Regions from separate parts of the Danio rerio genome. Here all the other regions are linked to region 3. A link is a contact called in public Hi-C and HiChIP or PLAC-seq data. All regions are on one chromosome and are shown on one strand. The core of a region is the stretch at or near the end of the contact, and the rest is flanking DNA. Distances in the headings are between cores, read along the strand shown. Region 1 holds the start of tmem254 (transmembrane protein 254). Region 2 holds the start of nkx6.2 (NK6 homeobox 2). Region 3 holds the start of pwwp2b (PWWP domain containing 2B).

The links. Hi-C and Micro-C count contacts between places; a contact is called where the count stands out from the background. HiChIP or PLAC-seq counts read pairs in DNA pulled down with a chosen protein or histone mark.
Region 1: a Hi-C map of hematopoietic stem cells shows a contact between it and region 3, with 3 times the contacts expected there. The contact joins the promoter of tmem254 here to the promoter of pwwp2b in region 3. A contact is called at or near these places in 5 of 18 Hi-C or Micro-C datasets (caudal fin, embryo, hematopoietic stem cells and 1 more) and 3 of 4 datasets of contacts at active chromatin or transcription factors (caudal fin, embryo and gastrula embryo).
Region 2: an H3K4me3 HiChIP or PLAC-seq map of gastrula embryo shows a contact between it and region 3, with 2.7 times the contacts expected there. The contact joins the promoter of nkx6.2 here to the promoter of pwwp2b in region 3. A contact is called at or near these places in 2 of 4 datasets of contacts at active chromatin or transcription factors (embryo and gastrula embryo).

The regions. Positions count from the first base shown.
Region 1 is chr13:56,298,615-56,301,410 of GRCz12tu, reverse strand. It overlaps tmem254 (transmembrane protein 254), which reads left to right and starts at 1,441. Exons shown (of 4, transcript NM_200370.2): 1 at 1,441-1,667. The coding sequence starts at 1,581.
Region 2 is chr13:55,869,435-55,872,547 of GRCz12tu, reverse strand. nkx6.2 (NK6 homeobox 2) reads right to left here and starts at 1,264. Exons shown (of 3, transcript NM_001135784.2): 1 at 599-1,264; 2 at 102-274. The coding sequence starts at 1,013.
Region 3 is chr13:56,125,390-56,128,171 of GRCz12tu, reverse strand. pwwp2b (PWWP domain containing 2B) reads left to right here and starts at 1,288. Exons shown (of 3, transcript XM_001920829.9): 1 at 1,288-1,544. The coding sequence starts at 1,405.

The sequences.
Region 1 (2,796 bases), core at 192-2,691, 170 kb before region 3:
ATTCTACAGTTGCTATGGTAACAACTATAAAAATAATCTTATGGTGAATCTTGAATTTTTATGGTAACACAACAACATTAGCATTTGATCTGTTAAGGTGAATTTATAGTTGCTATGGTAACAAAAACCTAATCTGTTGGTGATGATTCTATAGTTGCTATGGTTACAGCTACAGTAATTCATCTGTTGTGATTTCATGGTTGCTATGGTAACTAAAACTATAGTAGTTAATCTGTTGTGGTGATTCTATAGTTGCTATGGATTCTATAGTTGCTATGGTAACACAATAACTACATAAACAGTTTCCTGTGACTGTAGGGTATATTATACATCAATACACCACAGTTTCCTGTAGTGAAGACTAAAGTATGCTACAGTATTTATTACGGTTTATCAGTTCACTATACTGTAGTTAGTAGTGCAGTATGCTGGAGCATGTGTTAATAAAGAGTTGCTATAGGAAATGCTATAGTATAATATAATAACACACCTGACTATAGTATGGTTGTAAATAACTACAGTATTTATTATAAAGCACTACAGTATTGTTCATGTGGGTGACAGCAGCTCCAAGTGCTCTTGAGCGTCACTTTCTGAATGCCTTGATTCTAGAGATCAGACTGAAGCTCATCATTTGCAGACGAATGAAGGATTTGAAACTTGACTTTTGTCCACACTTTAGCACATAATACTGCCTGAAGATGGATGTTAATCATTAATCTTCATCTGCTCCCGTTCCTCTGGGCTGTTAGAGGCTGAGAGTAACACTGGTTCTGATGTACTGTGTGTGATTTCTGTTTTCCGACACAGCAAATGTACAGACCTTTTTCTAATAAAATGGATCTTGTCATATTTATTCCTCTGTGTCTAATGGAGTTCAGAAAGACATTAAATTACACATTCAATTGTATTTTATTAACCTCTCGCCCTCACAGTAATGTCAAACCCGTAACCACAACAAGAATTAATTATTTATTCAATTACACATTAAATTCTATTTTATTAATATCTACTCCAACCCTAATCCCTCACAGTGATGTAAATACAGTATTTATAACAAGAATTATTTATATTATTTACTAAAATACACATTAAATTATATTTATTAATGTCTACCCCTGCCCTAACCCCTCACAGTGATGTAAAACAGTCATAATACAGATTATTATTCAAGTTAATTATTAAATTGCCCATTTAATTGTATTTTATTTACATCTACCTCTGCCCCAACCCCTCACGTGAATATAACGAGAAATATTTATTAATTAATTATATATTATATTTTATGAACATCTACCCCTCAGAGTAACGTAAAAGCAGTCATTATAGCCAGAAATATTTATTAAATTACCCATTAAATTATATTTCATCAACGTCTACTCCTCACAGAAACGTAAAACGTAATAACATTACAGGACTTTTATTGTGTGGCGCCATGTCACTTCCTGTACTCCGCGATCTCTATGGTGACTGGCTGATTGACGGCTGAGAGAGACGCGTCCAGCTCCGCTCATGTTCGTTTATTTAAGTTAGTTTAGTTTGATTAATTGGTGTAGTTAATTAAGTTTACAGTGTTCATCATGGCGAAGACTGACGGCAGCTCGTTCTTCAGGAGGACCAGTGTGTTCTGGATGCTGACGGTGAGCCTCGCGCTGGCCTTTTACACGGTAAGAGAAAACTTGATCAATTATTCAGCAGAAGCAGCCAAACTGAGGATAAACTGACCCACAACATGCCCGAGCTGTGCATACCGTCAGCGTGCTTGAGCTGTGTAGATGATCTGAGAATTCATGAAGAGAAGAAGGAGTGAACTTTACCACAGTGCCAAAGTTTACTACAGTACACACACACACACACACACACACACACACACACACACACACACTGCACGAGGGGTCAAAGTCCCGCTGAACACATTTATATGCCTGTATATATTCGTGTGTAATGATACACATACAGAACTGTGTGGGTTATTTAAGAATTGTAATCAGGTATTAATTACAAATAACTTAAAATGTGTAATCAGTAATATCATCGCTCAGATTAAACATGAGGTAATCTACTTTTCTCTAGACTACCTTTGGATTGCTTTTAAATTACTTTTGTGCTAACACTTACTTTTGTGCTACATGATGAAAACGAGTTAGTCCTATAATCTTTTAGATTACTCATTTAAAGTAATTGAATACTTTTGGATTACATTTAGATTACTTTTGTGTTAGAATTACTTCTGCTTGTTTACATGGCAAAAAAGGTATCAGTAATATAATCTCTCAGATTTCACATTTATGATAAAGTAATTGGATTACTTTTGGATTACATTTAGACTACTTTTGTGTTAACCATTGTTTGATTACATGGCAAAAAATAATCAGTAATATAATCTCTCAGATTACACATTTAAAGTAATCTGACTACCTTCGGATTACATTTGGATTACTTTTGTGCTAACACTTATTTGATTATATGATAAAAACTGTAATCAATAATAATCTCTCAGATTGTACATTTATGGTAAAGTAGTTGGATTACTTTTGGATTACATTTAGATTACTTTCGTGTTAGGATTGTTTGGTTACATGGGAAAACTATAATCAGTAATATAATCTCTCTGATTGCACATTTATAGTAATATAATCTGACTACTTTTGAATTACGTTTGGATTACTTTTGCACTAACCCTTGTTTGATTACATGGTAAAAAGTGTAATCAGTAATATAATCTCTCAGATTACACATTTAAATTAATTTGACTATTTTTGGATTACATTTAGATTACTTTTGTGTTACCATTGT
Region 2 (3,113 bases), core at 15-2,514, 260 kb after region 3:
ATTAACGGTGCGACCTCTCATCTCTCTGCTTTGCAAACTTATTGGTGGTTTTCAGCTGTGAGAAGTTAAGTCTTAGATTGATCTGGGAGTTTTGTGTTTACCTTGACTTGGCTCTCGGTCATTCCCAGAGAATAGGCGAGTCTGGCTCTCTCCGGACCGGCCAGATATTTGGTCTGCTCGAAGGTTTTCTCCAGTGCGAAAATCTGCTGTCCTGAAAAAGTCGGTCTGGAATGTTTCTTCTTGCCATCTTTGTCCAGCATCATGTTTGCTTGGGCTGAAGAAGAAGAAAAAAACGAGACACGGTCAGCTAATAAACCCACTCAACTTCATGAGAGATTGCGCTGTCATGTCACTGAGAGCCAACAAGTGTCAAACACCACACTCTGTAAATAAAAACATGCTGGTTAAAATATGAACAAAACCGACTTCTCGGCTAGTTTAGGCAATTAACGCATAGCGCAGATTTAACGCACTGGTTGCATTTGTGGACATTTCGCAATAAATGTGGGTTTAAATAACACAGCGTTTTAAAAAAGTACAATAAAATATTCCAACTCGAGGATCTAAGCTTGATTTCGATCAAGCGCGCAAAACTCACCCGCACAGGGAACCCGCGGGTCTCTCCACGGCGAGCCTTGCATCATTCCCGGCCAGAATATGGGCGCCCGCCCGGGCAGCTCCGTCAGCGGTTTGGGGTATCTAGAAACGGCCGCCGGGTTGAAGTACATCCCGGCTGAAGTGGCCAATCCGTTGATCCTAGGGAAACCCGAGAGCAGCTGTCCTGCAGTGGTGATGGGTCTGCCCAAAATATCGCTTATTCCATGAGGCGTCCCCAGCGGGATCTGAGAGTTCAGGTTGCCGAGAGAAGGAGCCTTGAAGCCGGCGGGACTCTGCAGAGCGTACGGGAATAAAGAGGTCTTCATCTCGGTCATGTTGTGCAGCGCAGCCAGTGGAGTGCTGCCCAGGACGAACGCACTCTGCCGGTTACTATCCATCTGTCCCACCGCTAACATTGGTGCGCCGGAGCCACAGGACAAACCGCGGAGAAACAAAAACCAAGAACACAGCACACACAAAGTACAGCAAATAAAGTTTGACAGCTCATCCAACTGAACTTTCAACTGGAGGCGAAACTTTGCAAATGTTTCCCACGCGCGAGTGAGTTTCCGGAGCGCAATCCAATCGGCGGTGTTCGGCAGATCTGACGGCCGCTTCGAGTGCAGCGTGTTCCCCGCATCTGAGGTGCGATTCCCCGGTCAATGCGCTCCGGCAGCGACGACGAGCTGATAACCTCGCCGCCACCTGCGAGCGCGACTCCCCTATTGGAAGACTCTAAGTGACGCCACGCTGTGATTGGAGGACGCGCGGCGGGGAATTTGCATGCGCGCAAACGCCACAAAGCCGCACTCCATCAAGCTCGTATTGAAGCGGCATTAATGACGCGTCGCACTGTAGAAATCATTGTTTCTGCGTTTGACACAATAGACGCGTTTACTTTATGACGCCGGTGGCAGAGTAAGTACATTAACCTCATACAGCTGTGTCTAATCATATTAATAAGCGCTCGGTCGTTTGTTTAGCTTAGTCCATATACTGATGTTTAACAGATAATTAGCGCTCGCATATCCATCCATCGCGTTAGATGCAGTAGATAGTAATAAAGTGCGATTAAAGTATCGCGTCTTATTACTTCGCATCGTGCGTGTTTTTTTAAACATCAATATTGCATGGGGAAAATAGGCTATTATTTAATCGCGTCCTCTGTTTTGTATATCTCAGGTTATTATCAAACGAATAACTTAATATTTGCATGTTTAACATATTGCAATCTTTTATTTCAGTCTAAGTTTTAAAAGCAGACGAGTTGTTACTAAACCACTACTCAATTAATCATTTAAAATAATGTATAACACGAGTTGTTTGGTGTATAATTTAACGCATCCATTAGCGCGTGTTTTTCCCCATGCAGGGTGTTTTTATTATCAGTTTTAATCTTAATATATGCTGATAATATCTGATTCTCCACTGCATTTCTTTTCTTCTGCTCTGAGATCATTCATTCCTTCATTTAGCCGAGCTGATGTAGTACATTGGCATTGTTAAAACAACAATGCCGCATTTCTCCGCGATCTCTCCGTGATCTTGACTGGAGTGTTTTCTGCTGTGTGTTTTGTGGAGACAGACAGAGATCATCTGTTTAAGTGCAGCGCTCATGTTTTATGGATCTGCGGGGATGAAATATGACCGTGGCGAATTTAAAAGGGTTCAACATTATTTAGACCTTCATCAAAACAACGAGAAAGCAGAAACGCGCCGTGTGAAATATGACGATGACTTTACACATTTTCCATTAAAACAATACGAGCTTAAATGACATAAATAACAATCCAGTTATTTATTCATTCTGTGGGTTAACAGATAAAATGATTGCGACAATGCGGGTTTTGCGGATATTATCTAGCCTATATTTGTTTTACATTTATAAACTTATTCATTAATATAGTGACTATTTTTTAAATGTGTCGCCCAAACAAATAACATAATTCAAACCAATTTAAAGTGGGATATTTGATTTCCGATTTCACCTGTAATTTTACATGAATCGCTTATTGTAATGTGGTTGTAACTACTAAATTTTCAAGCTCGTGACAGTAAAACAAAGTCAAAATAAAGACAATCTGCCAGAATAAAAATTAAAACGATAAGTTAAACCCCATTATGTTTAGTGAATTTATTATTATTATTATTACCCTTTATTTTCTTTGCTTTGCAGTTCTTAAAGGGAAACGGGTTATAATTGTAATAGTATTTAATTTTATGTTCAGGTCTTTGCAGACACCACTGTTATTACTGTGTGAAGTCTTTTACTTGTCTTTTTGCATTAGAATGAATACAAATGTATAAAATCAAGGTGTAATTAAGCTTTGAGTTGTGTGTAAACAAACATTATATTGCATTAACTCTCATGTTATCAGATGAAGTTGTAAGAAATAAACAATAAACTCTAATCCGAACTAAGTCCTACGTGTAAGCTATTTTTTATTTACACATTGCTGTTGTTAAAATATAAAATATGGTAGTAGTAATACAAATAATAGGCTAAAATAACTAGA
Region 3 (2,782 bases), core at 39-2,538:
TTATTCATCATGCCATTGTTTTACAGTGTATTCTTCTGTAGCTCCACTTCTGGATTAGAACATATGTGGGCGGGGAGGGGTTGATTGGATGATTGTGATTTGCTAGATATGAAAGCAGGTATACTAAGGCTGTCCACTAGAGAGAGGGCAATCACTGAATCAGTAGGGGCGTACTCATACTGGGTACAGCTGCTTTGAGCCATGCCGAAGCACGATTGTGCCTCCTTCCTCCTCCCTCTCGCTCTGCACTCAGTAGCGTTGCAAGCTTAACTGGTGCCCTAGGCAAACGACAATTGTGCTGCCCTCATGGTGTTCCTGTTGGACTTTCGCTGATTAAAGTGAAGAATGGTGGGGGGTGGAGTCAAAATTTAATAGCGGGGTGAGGGCGGGCTCTCCATGCCTAGCAAGATGCCACCCTGAGCGATCGCCCATTTTACTCGTTTATATCCGCCACTGGATTCCCGGTTCGTTTCACTTGTGTGAATGCTCCGAATACAGTTAGCCGGTCCTGGCCCGGTTGGATGAGGTGTGCCAGAGCACGGTTTGGTTGGCGTGGTATTCCAGAGTTTAGAAACCATAAATGAGAAGGTTTGACCTCCTTTAGTGGACTTTGCTATTCTAAGTACTACAAGAAGCCCTGAGTTTTGAGCGGGTTGGATTGTAGTGGGACAGGAGGTTGGTTAGATAAACAGGAGCTCCATTATTGAGAGATTTATAAGAAGCAATATTTTAAATTCAATACGAAACTTAACAGGCAGCCATTGTCAGGAAGATAACATTTAACCCATTTGTATTGTTTAGATTGACTCTCCTTTGGGTATGTTGGTGCAGTTTTTTGCCCCATTGACTTGCATTATGATCACATGTATTGATTATAAGGGCATAACAGCATATAGTCATGCATTCTTGACTGATGCTGGTGTTTTCCCTGTTGGGAAGAGGGACAATTTGCCATTTCTACTGTTGATCATCAGCTGTCAGCATTAACCCTTTAGATAGGCCTGTGCTGAAGGGTTTCTGTCTTTTATATGGAGCTCAATGGTGTAAAACAGCAGATTACAGTGTGTGTGCTTACACACACTTACCGTGTTCTGAGGGGATGAGTGTATACGTGTAGGTTTGCTTGTGTGTCTGTCTGTGTTTGTGGAGAAAGAGAGAGAGTGTGTGTGTATCTGTGTTTGTGTGTCCGACTCCATCCAGCACCCTTCCTCCTCTCCTCTCCTCTTCCTCCGCCGGCGAGATGACGTCACCGCGTCGGTGGATCTGCGGCTGCTGACGTCACCGCGCGCGTCCTGGAGCCTCCCGAGCGAGCGAGCGCGCGCGCTGACGGACCGCAGCAGCAGAAGGCCGAGGCTCCGCCGCCGGGGATCGAGCTTCTCACGCCGGACAGAGAGTTACCGCGACATGCAGGCTTCACCGGAGGAGCTGCGGGCCGGCTCCCGGCTCCCGGTCACCGTCGAGCAGATCCTCAACGACACGCTGGTGGTGACGCTCCGCTACCGGGAGAAGAGCTTCACCGGGATCCTGCTGGACTGCAGCCGAAAGTGAGTCGCTTTCTTTGTGCTGTTGTTGGGTTTTATCACGGAGAAAATAACGGAGTTTATTCGCGTCAGGCCGCAAAATGCAGGCCGGAGCACCGAGCAGGCCTCCAGCAGAAACAATGAAAACACACACTGACCACCGTCATCATCCTCCTCATCTTCATCTTAGTCAATAACAGCGACATTTATGACTGCACTGTCGAGTTATGTGCTTTATTATGATTTATGATGAGGATGATGAAGATGATGGTGATGATAATGATGAAGGTGTGTGTCTCTTTGTGTATTTCTCGGTCAAACACTGCTGCTTTATCATCGATCATTTGTCGGAGAATCTCAAATCTTCATTTATCATTAATAACCTGATTATCCTGGATGTCTTTATATCTTCATTATTCTTCATTGTGAGCTTGTTATGGACACATTCAGTGTAAAGGTCAGCTATTCAGGGATCCTTTATAAAGGCAGATTTTGGGTTGCACTTATTAAAACACACACACACACACACACACACACACACACGGCCTTGTTTAAGCAGTGTAAACACAACATTGTTATTGATCATAATAATAAAGAGCTGTCATTAAATGTTCATCTTTTTATAGTTATTATTATGTTGTTTATTTTATGTTCTGTTGATAATGTTTGTCTGCAAAAATCTGACATTAATGCTTTACTTTCTGTGTAAATATGAATATATTCACCTGAATGTGTGGTTGTGTGTGTTTATAGACAGGACGACAGAGTGTTATATCACTTCATAATCTTCATCCTATTCAATAACAGCGACATTTAGGATTTTACTGTCGAATTATGTGCATTTATTGTTATTTATGAAGATGTGTGCGTGTCCCTTTGTGTATTTCCCCATCAAACACTGCTGTTTATTCAGCTCGTCCATCAATCATTAGTCAGAGAATCTCAAATCTATCATTAATCAGTCGTATCACTTCATTCATTATCAGCTTGTTATGCACACAAATTCAGTGTAAAGGCCAAATATTCAGGGATTCTTTATAAATGCAGATCTTAGGTTGCGCTTTTTTTTTTATTAAATCACACAGTCAGTGGAACACAACATTAATGTTGTTCATTATAATATTAATGAGCAGTCATTATGTGTTCATCTTTTTGTATTCAGTTTTATGTTGCGTATATTAGTGTTTGTGTGATAACGTGATGTTTCATTCTGTGTGACTGTAAATATGAATATATTTGCCTGATGGATATTTATAGACATG